Linked DNA regions of Acanthopagrus latus: region 1 is linked to region 2. The links are chromatin contacts, called in public Hi-C maps. All regions are on one chromosome and are shown on one strand. The core of a region is the stretch at or near the end of the contact, and the rest is flanking DNA. Distances in the headings are between cores, read along the strand shown.

What was found. Hi-C and Micro-C count contacts between places; a contact is called where the count stands out from the background.
Region 1: a Hi-C map of liver shows a contact between it and region 2, with 2.5 times the contacts expected there. The contact joins the promoter of khdrbs1b here to the promoter of kpna6 in region 2. A contact is called at or near these places in 3 of 4 Hi-C or Micro-C datasets (liver and muscle).

What each region holds. Positions count from the first base shown.
Region 1 is chr3:22,097,221-22,100,811 of fAcaLat1.1, forward strand. khdrbs1b (KH domain-containing, RNA-binding, signal transduction-associated protein 1b) reads right to left here and starts at 2,305. Exons shown (of 11, transcript XR_005074266.1): 1 at 1,831-2,305.
Region 2 is chr3:21,811,616-21,815,525 of fAcaLat1.1, forward strand. kpna6 (importin subunit alpha-7) reads right to left here and starts at 1,424. Exons shown (of 14, transcript XM_037092993.1): 1 at 1,268-1,424. The coding sequence starts at 1,271.

The DNA of each region.
Region 1 (3,591 bases), core at 1,055-3,554, 290 kb after region 2:
GACCATAAATGATTGAATGTCGAGCAAACAATGGTGCTTCCAGATGAGAACATTTTGATGATGGCGTGTGATGTGATCTATTTAGAACCGTTCTGTGATCCTGTCAACACCCCCAACTGGGCTGAAACCGTTAGTTGATTAATGCAATTAATGGTAACCATTGGGATCAATCAAGTCAGCTGTTTTTCGAGCAAAACTCAAAATAATCGCTGAGAATAGGTTGCCTTTTCTCTTTTCAAAAACGTAATTGAAAACAGAGCATCTTAGGGTTTTTTAATTCATGTTCAGACGAAATAAGACATGCAACGACAACACCTTGGACTCAGAATTCCATGATGACCATTTTCCACTATGTCAGTGCCTCCTAGTTGACCAGATTTAATCTACAAATTCAAAAATAATGAAAACAATCTTCAGTTGTAGCCCTTGCCCTGACCAAAATTTTAAAACATAGTTTTTGCAACCCGTTTTTGAGAAGTTGCCACCAGCTCTTCCCCTACACCTCCGCCATACGGCACGGGCACAGCACCTTGTCTCCGGCACCATCACAGCACTCCCATCTCAAACCACCTCCTCACTCCTGGCCATGACAACTCCTGAGCCTGCGATGTGCAAACATGTCAGCTGCAGCACAGTCCACCAGCTGCGGACCGGGAGGGGGGTGTAAGCCTCGGCGGATGTGAAACCACACTTTTGTCTTTCTGGATCATTCTCACTTTTAACTTCAGAGGTGTGGTGTAGATTGTGTGCATCCTGTTTACGAAAGAGAGCAGCTTGATGGTTACCAGAGGTATCTGAGAGTGAGAGTGGGAGAGGCAGCTGGTGGGGAATGACTCAACCACTGGGAGAGGACAACAAGGGAGATAATCACCTAACTAGGAGTCCTTCAGTTTGTGTATTGCACACAGTGGCTGTCTGGTGGGGTGTAGCAGACTTCCATTTCCTGTAGCATTACTGCACAGACTTGTGGTGCACGGTATGACTTCATGGCTGTCTTATGGTGCCTTCAGGTGCATCATTTCACAGCCTCACTCCACTGAAGAAGTTGCATTGCGTGTTTAACAAAAAAAGAGCGAAAAAAAGATGAGAGCTAGCTGTGAAGAAATGGGAGACAAAGCTGGAGGGCAGTCTTTTCTCCTGACCACTCCGGCTGGGTAAAGCGGCAACCTCTTGCTCAAGGACACTTCAGCAGCAGCCGAGGTACGGCGGGGGTGTAACACCGCCGCCGTGAGGCCGTCTCTCGGCTCTGGAGCAACGGGGTGACCCCCCGTCACGGGTACTGGCGCACATTTAAATGCTGCTGCGCAACGGGGCTGCCAGACAGAGAGACCAACAGGGGGGCTGACAGGACGGCGAAAACAAGCAACTGTTTGTCCGAAGAGAGTCCATTTCAAGTTCAAATTCCACACAGTTGAAATAAAGACACATTTGACTCGTCGCAGCTGCACAGGAGGAAGCGGAAATCATTCAGGACAACATCTAAAAAGTGTGTCTCCTCCCGGGGCTGTCGAGGTCGCCGTGGGCTATTTACAATCTCAGACACTCGTCATTAGCCGTAACATAACGAACTCCCGCACATTTTCCGTGTGCCAAACGCTCACACGCAACGACTACCGGGCAACCAACACGCACTTTCGTGTCAGCGCCGCGTTCTAGCGGGGCAGCAAACGTCCCGTCCGAAAACACATGGCGGGCAGAGAGCGTGGAGGTGTGTGCGCTAACCGAGGTGCGTTCACGAGCCGATGTGCTTGCCCCGCTTCACACTCAATCCCCTCTCCCCCGCCCCGCATTCTGCAATACACAACACAACACCGTGTGACACTTCTTTACCTGCGTTTAAAAGTTTCATGGCGTGCGTGAACGACGAGTCAAGGCTGTCCTTCTCCGCCAGAAGCTGTGGGAGGTATTTGTCGTCGTTCTCCATTTTGAGTTAAGAGAGGCGGGAGTCAGTTTCGGTGCAACAACAACAACAACAACAACAACAAAAAATGGAAAAAGCGTCGAGGAAAAAAAACCCAACAGTGATAGAAAAAGAAGTAGTCCAGTTATGTAACTACGGAGTGCCGCGTATCCTCCGTGCGGACGACGCTGTGCATGTGGCTACCGGGCGTTTCTGCGACGGGCTGCTCCGCTACTTTGCGTCTCTGTGGTCTCCCCCGGTCTGCTGGCTGTGTCTCGTCAGCAGCGGCGGCTGGTTGGAAATGGGAGAACAAAAGCGGTGAGAGACGGTAAAGAATAGTGATCCGACTCAAGCCGGCGGAAGTGAGCTCAGAAGGACGTAGTTCTCCGGACTGACGCCGCCTACTGTGTGCTGGGTGGATGCGCGCCGCCCCCCAGCAGCGATAATCCCAATATCACATTTTCAGCGCTGGTTTGGGTGTGACCGCTGTGTGCTGACAAAGTGATATAAATGTCCACACCTAGGAGAAGGTGTTCAAGTTCACTGCACCCTGAGGGAAACTCACAGAATCATCACAACAATAATCATATACAGCCTATATATCTGAAGGTGTAAGTGAGCGCTAAACACTGATTGACAGCCATGCATGGTAAACTGGTGTCAGCAGGCTACTATAGGCAGCTCTATCTTTACTGTGATGTGTGGATTAAAGGTGCACCTTGTAGTGTGGGAGAAAAAAAATCTGACTAAGAACATATTAATGAGGTAATCAGAAACACGCACTTTTTTTCCATAACTGAGTAAACAAGCTGTTCTCAGAAGAAAATAAGATCCCCAGAAGTCTGTTTGAAGCTAGAAAGGTGGCAGGGTCCACCACATTTAAACAAAGTGAAACAGTATTAAACTATGTTGTCCTTTAAGGTCAGTTTGTTTATTCAGTTCATTCAGTCACGAAAGCAAGGACTATGTTGTGGCTTAAATGAGTCGAAGAATGAAGAGTTAGTGTAGTATCTCTATAAACGGTGCACTTTATTTCTATATTTCTATTTCTATATTTCTATATTTTCACAATTTCACGCATTTCATACTGTTTTACTTATGTTTATATTTAGCAGACAACTGTTCGGCACTAGGAAGGTGGCAGGGTCCGCCAAATATAAACAAAGTTAAACAGTATGGAACTGTGATGTCCTTTAAGGTCAGTTTGTTTATTTATTTGACTGGGAGGGACTGAAGACTGTTCATCCCTTTAATAGTATCTTTTGTCTGTGGTTTTCATGTTTGCTAATAAGATGATGTGGAATATTTGTACAGTACGTTAAAGGTGCACTATGTAGTTTTGGGGAAGACATTTTCCACATTTCTAGTCCCAGTGTTCTAAGGCCCTCTTTTCCTCTGAGAACAGCTTGTTTGTTATTGTTCAGTCATGGATAAGTTCAATATTTCTGAGTATTATTTCCTAATTAATACTGATAATGTAATAAATTCTGAGTTTGAATTTCTTTTCCAAAATCTACATTGTGCCCTTTTAAAATATATGAACGTTTAAGACAAATAGATAGATAGATAGATAGATAGATAGATAGATAGATAGATAGATAGATAGATAGATAGATAGATATATAACCTGTCTATAAAGACTAAACTACTCATTAGAACCATATTCCACATCTAATATGTATTGAATTGTT
Region 2 (3,910 bases), core at 174-2,673:
AAGTGAAGCACAACAGCCTAACAAATCAACTAATGGAGCCTGACAGAGGGAGGAACAGTAGCCCCTGTTACAATAACACAATTTCATGACCATAGATCTTTGGACCGGTTTGATTTATGATCGTAATATTTCCATTCGACACATACAACAGCCCCTCTTTCAGTCCTATTTATAGACATGTAACCTCCAGTAATGATACAGTAAATTACAAATGAAACGTCCATCATAAGACAAACAAAGCGAGCGTAATACTCTGCGGGAAGAGTCTGGAAAACATGGGGACCCCTGGTGTCACATGTACTCGGTGATTTCTGAGTGCGCCGTCACATATACCAAAACTATTACTCACTGATGATAGCAAGCTCTCAAAAATGTCCCATGACCCAACTGTTCATTTCTCGTGAACTTTACTAGCTCGTCGATTTTCACACCCCCCGCCCTAAAAAAATATTATATCAAAACGATTAATTTAAAATTATATTAATACTACAGTGTAGTTCGATCGGATTGAAGTAGAATATTGACTCACAGAGCTAGCATAGCAAAACTACCGTTAGCGCTAGCCACTGCGCACAAATCTGTGCATGACTATATGGCTTATTATGTCATTTTACAAGCGATGACTTAAATTTCTGAGAGTCGTCGGAAACCTCGTGTCAAGTTACAAACGTCATACACACCAAACAGAGCAAAACCTTTGAAATCTCCACTGAGCAACACTAGCGTTGCATTTGAACCCCAACGGTTTGCTAACGTTAAATTATAATCATCTGTCGCTTAAAGAGACACCTGAGCAAGAGAGACTAGCGAATATTCATTCGCAATAACCGATAAACAAGTCAATATACTGATATAAAAACACTGATATGACACTAATTCTAACTTTAGACATAGACTATACCTGTGCCTTCCCACCCAACAAACCACGGTACACCGCGGTGCTAACGTGGTTAGCCATTAGCTAAGTTTCCCTAAGTTGGCTAACAAATGGCACTGTTTTGCTCGAGCTGGAATTATGTTGACACACGTTGTACAACATCGCATAGTAGAAGAAGCACTGCCCCGAGACAAGGTTGCTTGTTTACTGGCGTAAAATAGCAAGTCATCTTGCCTTACTACGTAGCATCGTTATCTGGCTAATGAGTTAGCTAACTAGCTGAACAACAGTGACAGGGTGAGGATTTCATAATCCTTATTCCCGATGACACCGCCGAAACATCTACCACCTGAACACACATCTGTACTCTCGTTTTGCCGAAGAGCTTACCCATTGTGTCCTATGTGGTTTGAGTGTGTCAGGTCGTGAAGATATAAACCAATTTGAAATCCTTTCTGTCTTCTAGCTTTCCAGAATTTGCTCCTGTAAGCAATATGTCTGCCGGAGACGGAAACGTCAAAATATAATGGCGACTTCCTGCCAGCAGGGGGCGCGCCTGCCTCACAAAATACAGTCAGGGAGCCAGTGCAGCCTCCATACAATACCAGCCCTATACATTAACAATCAGTTTAGGACTGGATTTATTTAATCTTCAGACATATCTAATCGCTAACACGGATCATTCATTCACCGGTTAAGTACTGCAACAATGTACTGTACCAGTTATTAGTGTGGTGGTGGGGTGACAAATTATTAATTAATAATTTCACATCATCTGTGTCCCCCTCGCGCTGTAATTCTCATCCTCTGACATTTGCCCTTTGTCTGGAATCTGCATATCTTCCTTTGGTTTTAAAATGCTCTCTCTCTCTCTCTCTCTCACTGTTTGTGTGTGTGTGTGTGTGTGTGTGTGTGTGTGTGTGTGTGTGTGTGTGTGTGTGTAGCTATGGCTCCCCTGTGTTTTTCCTCAAAGTGACTATGACAGAGTAATACAGGTGAGGTGCACCCATGGTCAATTGGCTGGGAGCATGTAGTGGTAAATTACTGCACTATATTGCGACTCTGCGCTGTCCTCTGACACAGCCCCCGAGGGGCCCTGGGGAGACGCACCAGAGAAAAACTTTAGGGGGCAATGTTGTACAAATAAAGAGTAAGTAATAGGGTATTCACTGTTGTCAGGCTGGCTCTTTCCCCCTATTAGAACGGGTGTGAGAGGGCAAGTCAACTGTTGCGCTGCTGAGTTGCTTTCCTATTATTACAATTTCTTAGTGGACAAGAACAAATGTCGCTCGTAGATCCATGCTCTCGCAGAGGAGCTCCGGATTGAGCTTCACTCAGCCGAGCCTTGAGCTGAGAATTCACAGCCTTCAGCAGGTGTGCTGGCACGGAGATGAATCAAAAGACGCCGCTCGCGAGATTGCAGCTCTCCGCTGGTATCAAATAACACAAACAACACAGGACCAATTTGTGGCACAGAGGCAGCATCCAAATGCTCTCAGATCCAGCCTGCAGGGCTGTAACTGGGGCTCATCGAGTCGGATTTCACACGGCCCTCCTTTGTGAGTTCTCTACCTTTCTCATTTCTGGGCCTGCTGAAGCACATCATACAGCAGCCTACACTTTGCAGAGCAGCAAAGGCTATCCATTAGTCAATGCCACAGAGTGAAGACTGCCTCTGTAATGGAATCATAAGAGCCGAGCGTGGCGTATAACCGAAGGGTTTTAAAACTGAAGCACACGGGGCTCGGTCACCATCAGCTGCTAATGTAGATGTGATAAACATGACAATCAATACCCTTTTCACCCTCATTGAAGCTGCTGTGAATGATCAAGAAAAAGCAGATGTGAATCAACAAACAGGAGGACCTCCCGTGCCCGACCTCATTAGTGGCCATTGCCCGATCCAAGCTGAGTCAGCAATATTGGAAAAAACATGTTGCGTTTTCATCGAGCACGACTGGATGTTGAAAAAGTGCAATTTCACCGAAAATGAGTATTACGTTGTGAGAAGCCCACACAGTGCTCGTTGATCAAATTTCGTTTTTCCTGCAACATCTGTACAGATTGCGCTGCATTTGAAAGAGCTGCGATGTACTTTTGACTGTTCACATGAGCCCTTTTCATTCACTTCATCCAGCCGAGGGGTTTCATTAAATGGATCCCCTGTTTTACATCAGTCTATCCCCGGCAAGACATCAAGCAGGACTCAGATCTCTGCAGGTCGACACACAAAAAAAAAACAAGCCAAAACTTCGCTCAGTGCATTTCGTGTCTCCCACACAAAAAAATAACACGGGGCACATGAAGAGGCCGACAGCACCGGGGAGCCCGCTTGCTGGGTAAAAACTCAATATGAGGCGTCAGAAGCACTTTAGTGTTGATTGTGCTTATTTGACTGCGAGAAATGTACCCCCCAGTTTAAACTGCTCAGTTAATTCAATTACACCCAATATGATAATAAGGCTGGTTCGCTGAAATGTGAGAGCGTGGCTGGGCCGCCTGTGGGAGAGAGAACATCTGCAAGGCTCTGTGCTGAACGCTTTGTGTGAGAGTAATAAAGGGTGAGAGAGATAACGCCATGGGGAGGATAGTGCGTGGAGAGAGCAGTGTGTCAGTGCATGTGGGACGTGAATGGAGAAGAGGAGATACGTCTTCATAATATAGTGTTGAAAATCCATGCAGCGCTGTCCATTCCTTACTTCTTTATCTGACGGCCGCCCCCCTCGCTCCCCCCCTCTCCGTCTCCTGGTGGCTCGCTGACATCTACCAGGTGGCGGGGCCGATAAGTAAGATGCTGAGTAGGGGATTTTTTTTTGGAATATTCTCGCGGATCATTCGATCACTCCTCGCGTGTAAGAGGGAGATTTGTGGCAAACCGTTTGAATACTAATGCATAACTTTCACCGCTCAGGATGAAAGACTCGGAGGGGCGAATCTGTCGCGGCGGTCTGAGAAAGCCGAGGCTAAAAATGACATTGTCGCCGAGCAAATGAGGCAGCCACTTTTTCGTTCGAGAAGAACAGAGCTGCTAGG